2 separate regions of the Mus musculus genome follow, and region 1 is linked to region 2. A link is a contact called in public Hi-C data. All regions are on one chromosome and are shown on one strand. Each heading gives the region's core, a stretch centred on a gene start, on an enhancer-like site or on the middle of the called end of the contact. The rest is flanking DNA. Distances are from core to core; before and after follow the strand shown. Region 1 has its middle 53 kb from the start of Gm46766. Region 2 holds the start of Slc23a2 (solute carrier family 23 (nucleobase transporters), member 2).

Region 1 (2,808 bases), core at 110-2,609, 170 kb after region 2:
CTGTCTATCTAGCTACCTGCCCATCTGATTTATCTGTATCAGTCACTTTTCTGTTTGTTATGATAAGACACCATGAGAACAGCAACTTGTAGATGAAGAATTCATTTGGGCTTACAGTTGCAGAGGGGTAAGAAAGAGTCCAGGATGGAGGGGCGGCAGCAGGCGGCAGCCATGGTGGCTGGAGCAGAAGCTAATGGCTCACAAGCACAAGGCAGAGACAGGGAATTGGTAATGGTGTGTGGCTTTGAAACCTTTTAGCCCACCGTAGTGACAGACTTCCTCCACTAGGGCCACACCTAAACCGTACTAACCGGGGACCGAGTGTTCAAACATCCGAGTCCATGGTGGGTGGTTCTCATTCAGATCACCACACTGTCCGTCATCTAGTATGTATGTATGTATGTATGTATGTATGTAAGCATGTATGTATCCACCCAACTACATATCAGTTATTTATCTACCTACTTACCTATCATCTACCTATCCACCTACCTATCATCTATTTATCTATCTATTGTCCGACCTATCTATCTAATTATTATTTATCTATGTACGTGCCTACTTAACCTACCTATCATCTGTGTACCCTCTTACCTATCATACATTATCCATCTGCCTGCCTGCCTGCCTACGTTCTTACCTAAAAAGGTATCTGATTCTCCAAAGTAAGAAGACACCCAGAAAGCCAAGTAGAGAGAACCAGAGGGACCTGCTGGGGTGAGAAGTCGGGTTACACGATTGAATTTGGTTAGTGGATAGATGAGTGTTTATAGCAATAAAAGAAGTGTTTTGTTTTGTATGGAGTCCTCGATACACAGAAGAATTCTTGAGAAGTGGCCACCTTTAATCCTGACTATTTGTAAAGGAGAATGGCCTGGGGGTACATGCCAGGTCGTCTATCTCTGAGCTACATTCTCATTTCCTATACGATTTTTATACACATGTACAATTTTATAATATGTGCAATTTTGAGAGGCCCTGTAGTAGATTGGAGAACAAGAAATGCCTCCCTTCTGCCTCTGCCTGCCCCATCTTCCATTTGATGGAAATGCTGTCCCTGGTCTCTGCAGTTTGAGAGGCCTGAGTAAAACTCAGTTCCTATATGCATGCATGAGTGTTACAGCAATTAATGAAAAAAAAAAAAAGACCACACATTTGAAAGAGAGCAAGAGGTGGTATACGGGAGGGTTTGGAGTGAGAAAAGGGAAGGGGAAATGATGTGAGTATCTAAAAAAAACCATAACAGTAATAACAATAAACTCCAAACCAGCCAACCAAATCAAAACTGCAGTACTCTTTGCAGTCAGGCAGTGCTGCCAAAAGCCCAGGAGAGGGCAGCAGTGAACCAGGAGTCAGGCTCAAGCGCTCCAGCTCAGGACACAGTTGAGTAAGATCCAGGCCCAACCTCACTGTTTTCTTCTGCGTTGATGAGACTGCTCAACCACTTAGCCTCCTCTGCATGAAGCAGAGGTAGCTGAGAAAATATGCAAAGCCCTGCTCCAGTTGCTAGCAGCCGATAGTCACTGGCCAGAAGCTTCTGTTTGTCATGGGATCAGCGTGGTCTGAGGAGTGAATGCCTTTCTATGCAAAAGAAAGAACTGGCCTCAGTATTCCAGGGAAATTGGTGCTGTATTGCAACTGTTTGCACCCAGAAGGAATGTTTTGTCTCGGGAACAGAGAGGAGGGCAGGCTATAACTACCAGAGCTGACTTAGCTCAGGCAGCCTAGGGCGCATTAGGATGCCACCTGAACATCTCATGGCCTTGTTCCGATTCCCAGCCAGTGCTGGGCCTCCCTCACAGATCTCCTTGCACACCTGTAGAGGTGGAATGGCTTGTCCTTTCTGTTTCAGTTGGGGGATTGCTGACTGGCTGTGTGGCACTGGGCAGGTTACTAGCCCTGTCTGTGCTACCCCTTCTTCAGTGTAAAATGAGTAATGCAGTGTCTACCTGCATTAGTTATATTTCCTCATGGTATAATGCAGAGGCTCTCAACCTCCCTACTGCTGTGACCCTGTAATACAGTTCCTCATTGTGGTGGTTTGAAGAGGTTTGGATCCATAGATTCATGTGTTTCAATATTTGGCCAAGAGATTGGCACTATTAAGAGGTATGGCCTTGGGCTGGAGAGATGGCTCAGCGGTTAAGAGCACTGACTGTTCTTCCAGAGGTCCTGAATTCAATTCCCAGCAACTACATGGTGGCTCACAACCATCTGTAAAGGGATCTGATGCCCTCTTCTGGTGTGTCTAAAGATGGCTACAGTTTATTCGTCATATATATATATATATATATATATATATATATATAAAATAAAAATTAAAAAAAAGAGAGGTATGGCCTTAGCCAGGCAGTGGTGGCACACGACTTTAATCCTAGCACTTAGGAGGCAAAGGCAGGCAGATTTCTGAGTTCAAGACCAGCCTGGTCTACAGAGTGAGTTCCAGGACAGCCAGGGTTTATACAGAGAAATCTGTCTCAAAAAAAAAAAAAAAAAAAAAAAAAAGGTGTGGCCTTGTTGGAGTGGGTGTGGCCTTGCTGGTGGAAGTGTGTCACAGTATAGACAGTCTTTGAGGTCTCATAAATAAGTTCAAGCTACACCCAGTGCACAACAGAGTCTCCCCTGGCTGCCTGAGGAAGACAGTCTCTTCTACTGCCTTCTGATGAAGATGTAGAACTCTCAGCTCCTCCAGCACCAAGTTTGCCTGCATGCTGCCATGCTTCCTACCATGATGATAGTGAACTAAACTTCTGAGACTGTAAGCCAGCCCCAGTTAAATGTTTGCTTTTGTCTAACTAAGGAAGTGAA
Region 2 (2,859 bases), core at 216-2,715:
CGGGGTGATGGAAATACTCTGGTATAAAAAGAAAGAATCAGTTAACAGTTGAGCAAAAGACATTGTCTAGAGAACAGATACCTCATGCCTCGCTGATGTCTGCCTGAGGATGCTCAGGGCCTCCTTTTAACTAACTACCAGGTGTGTCATGAGTGCTAACACGGTGGACAGCCTCAACTGCCCAAAGCTATTAACTTTTGGATGAGCTAAGCATAGAGAGTAGTTCTAAAGTGACCCTGATAAGGTCAACTATAACCCAGCAGAGAATCCTGAACTTCTAAGAGGTGAAGAAGGCCTCTCACAAACTTCACCAGAGTCAAACACCTTAAAGGAGCAGGCCAGCAAAGTCACACAAGATGAAAGGGCAGATGAGAGAAACGGAGCAGGTGAGGCCTCAGCCCAATAGCACTCAAACAAAAAACAGAAAAATTTCAGCCACCTAGCCTAGCCTTCAGAAAGGAGAAAACTGCCTAAGGGAAGTCACATGGCCAGTTAATGACAGCTCAAACCAGGCTGTCTCAGGACTCAGATACCAGATCCTCACATCCCTGGCCGCCTTAGTTCAGAGGACCCAAGCGTCAGAAGGGATAGCATCTTCGCCATCATCCGGTCTCCCAGCACCGCAAAAAGCAGACTAACAGCTACTACAAATGCCCCAACCCCAAGTAGCCTTCAAAAAGCTAACTTTCTTCCCTGTGCACTTGCCCTCACCCCTTGCGCTGAAAATCAGGAGTTTCCCATCAGACCCGCTTAAAGCCCCTCATCCGGAATGAAGGCCGAGTTCCCATAGGCTACACATCTAATGGGACATCTCCGGCCAAACGATGAAGACAATTCTTCACCTTCAAGTTATCACACTCCAATGTCAATTTCTCGGTCAAGAGCGCAGGCAACAAGGCGACCCCGGACCCCTGCGGGGCAGGCCAGCGTGAAAGGTCGCAAGGTTGGTGCAGCGGCATCTAAAATTACTCCGTGTCGCCTTCCGCAAAGAGGGAAGGAAGCCAGACTGGAAACAGCACCGCCATCCCCCGCCCCTCGGGCTGACCCTGAATCCCCGGGCGCGGGGATGCGGGGCGCACCACCTGGGGAGGGGCGCGCAGCAAGCCACGCAGCACGGCGAGCCCACGGTGGCTGTCCCGGGGGCACCCGGCGGGGCGGCAGTGAGCGCCGGGGACGCACGGCCTGACACTGCAGCCGGGGCCGCCGGGCCGCGCGAGCCGGCGTGGGGGCGCAGGCCGCGCCGCGGGTGGGTGACAGCGCGCGGGGGCCGCGCGGGCCGGCCTCGTGGGCTCGGCGAGCAACCGGGGCTGCCGGCAGGTGCTGCCGCGGACCCGGCGTGGGGCGTGGGGCGCGGCGGCCCGGCTCTCACCTGCCTGCAGCTCGCTGGGCTCGCGTCCCGCCGATCGCACCGCTCGCGCCGCAGTGCCTGCCGCCGCCTTGGGTCCCCGCGGCAGCCGCCTGCAAAATGGCGCCGCGGAGGGGCGGGCCGGGGGCGGGAGCCGCGCAGCCGCCCGCCCCGCGCGCCGGCCCCTCCCCGCCCGACCCCCGGCTCCGCCCGCGCGCCCCGGGGCGCCGAGCCGCAGACCCTTCCCCACACACCTGCTCCGGGGGGGCCGCCTAGGATGCTCGACGCTCGCAGGCTCTCCCCTTCAGAGCCTCCTTTCTACCCTGCAGGACCCCAAGCCCTGCAGTAGCTGTGGGGTGACAGCGAGAGGGGTGCAGTGTACCCGGCTCAGTGGGTAACCCGCTTTAAAGCAATTTCGCGGCGTATCCAATTGGGCCGTCAGGCTTCCGAACTCGCTGGGGAAAGAGAGCCTCCTTGCTTATGCTGACGCGGGAGAAGACACACCAGGCTTGATTTCTCTGGGGCGTGTGTTCTGATAGAGCGGGTTTGGGGGCAACCTGCTATTCTGTATTTCTCAAGTGTACCCCCCAAGGAATGCCTGCTGGATGGGCACTTAGGCTGTGAGTCAAAAGGCCGCGTGTCAATAAACACATAGCACTTAGGCCGGGCAGTCTTGCCCAGGGGGGCATCATTAAAACTGGGTACCACCCCCAGCGGTGCTGAAACTGAAGTGTGGCTTCGAAATTTGCATTTCCAGGAAGTTTCTAGGTGATGCTGCAGGCGGTGGTCTAAGATACTAACTTGTAACTAAACCACGTTCTTACCTCCACCAAAACAAACAAAACCCTAATAATTAGCTCTCTCTTCTGTCTTCCATCTTGAAACCACTGTCTTGGTTGTTTTTCTAACCCAGTAATTCCTTTCATCCCCAAGCAACTCCGGAGAGCCATAAAGAATGGTCGACCACAGCTGACCTCATCTTTAAAAACAAAAAGCAGATTTTATTCCTGAATTGTTTATGTTTGGCAGTCTTGAGGACTGGTAGCACACTGATCAATAGAGGCATGCCGTAACCAGCAAAGACGGGCATTTTATAAAGTAGGCTAGTGCGGACGAGCTGAGAGAATCAATATATAATTCTCTAAGTCTCACACTAAAATAAAACCAGTGAGGCTTAGTGGTGCACACCTGTAATCCCGGCATTTTGCAGGCAGAGGCAGGAAGACGATGAATTTGAAGTCAGCCTGGGCTACTTAGACTCCTGTCTCAAAAAAAAAAAAAAAAAAAAAAAAAACCCTAAAAAACAGTAAGTTGAATTGTAAAATCCAGCATACCCTGGAAGACCATAGGTTAGTATTTCATCTTCACTGAAGATGAAGAAAAGAGATGATTCTGTAACCAGCACCAGAGAAGCACACAACTCTTTCTATGCCAGAGTTTCCAGCCACCCTTAAAAACATAATGTGTGTGTTCTGCTCCACAATATGGAACCTTTTGGAATAGAAGGCCTGTTC

Evidence for each region. A called contact is a pair of places that touch in the nucleus more often than the background predicts.
Region 1: a Hi-C map of pro-B cells shows a contact between it and region 2, with 5 times the contacts expected there. The contact joins the enhancer-like site here to the promoter of Slc23a2 in region 2. A contact is called at or near these places in 2 of 484 Hi-C or Micro-C datasets (B cells and pro-B cells) and 2 of 9 other capture datasets (adipose tissue and pancreatic islet).

What each region holds. Positions count from the first base shown.
Region 1 is chr2:132,314,867-132,317,674 of GRCm38.p6, forward strand. No RefSeq gene overlaps it. Among named protein-coding and RNA genes, the nearest start is that of Gm46766, 53 kb to the left of the region's middle. Within about 2 kb of position 1,360, at least 30 of the 459 cell types and tissues checked have an H3K27ac peak or open chromatin away from gene starts, as enhancers often do. A contact at or near this core is called in B cells and pro-B cells, where this site is marked.
Region 2 is chr2:132,143,643-132,146,501 of GRCm38.p6, forward strand. Slc23a2 (solute carrier family 23 (nucleobase transporters), member 2) reads right to left here and starts at 1,466. Exons shown (of 16, transcript NM_018824.2): 1 at 1,370-1,466. It overlaps Gm14051 (a long non-coding RNA gene), which reads left to right. Exons shown (of 3, transcript XR_866753.3): 1 at 1-943.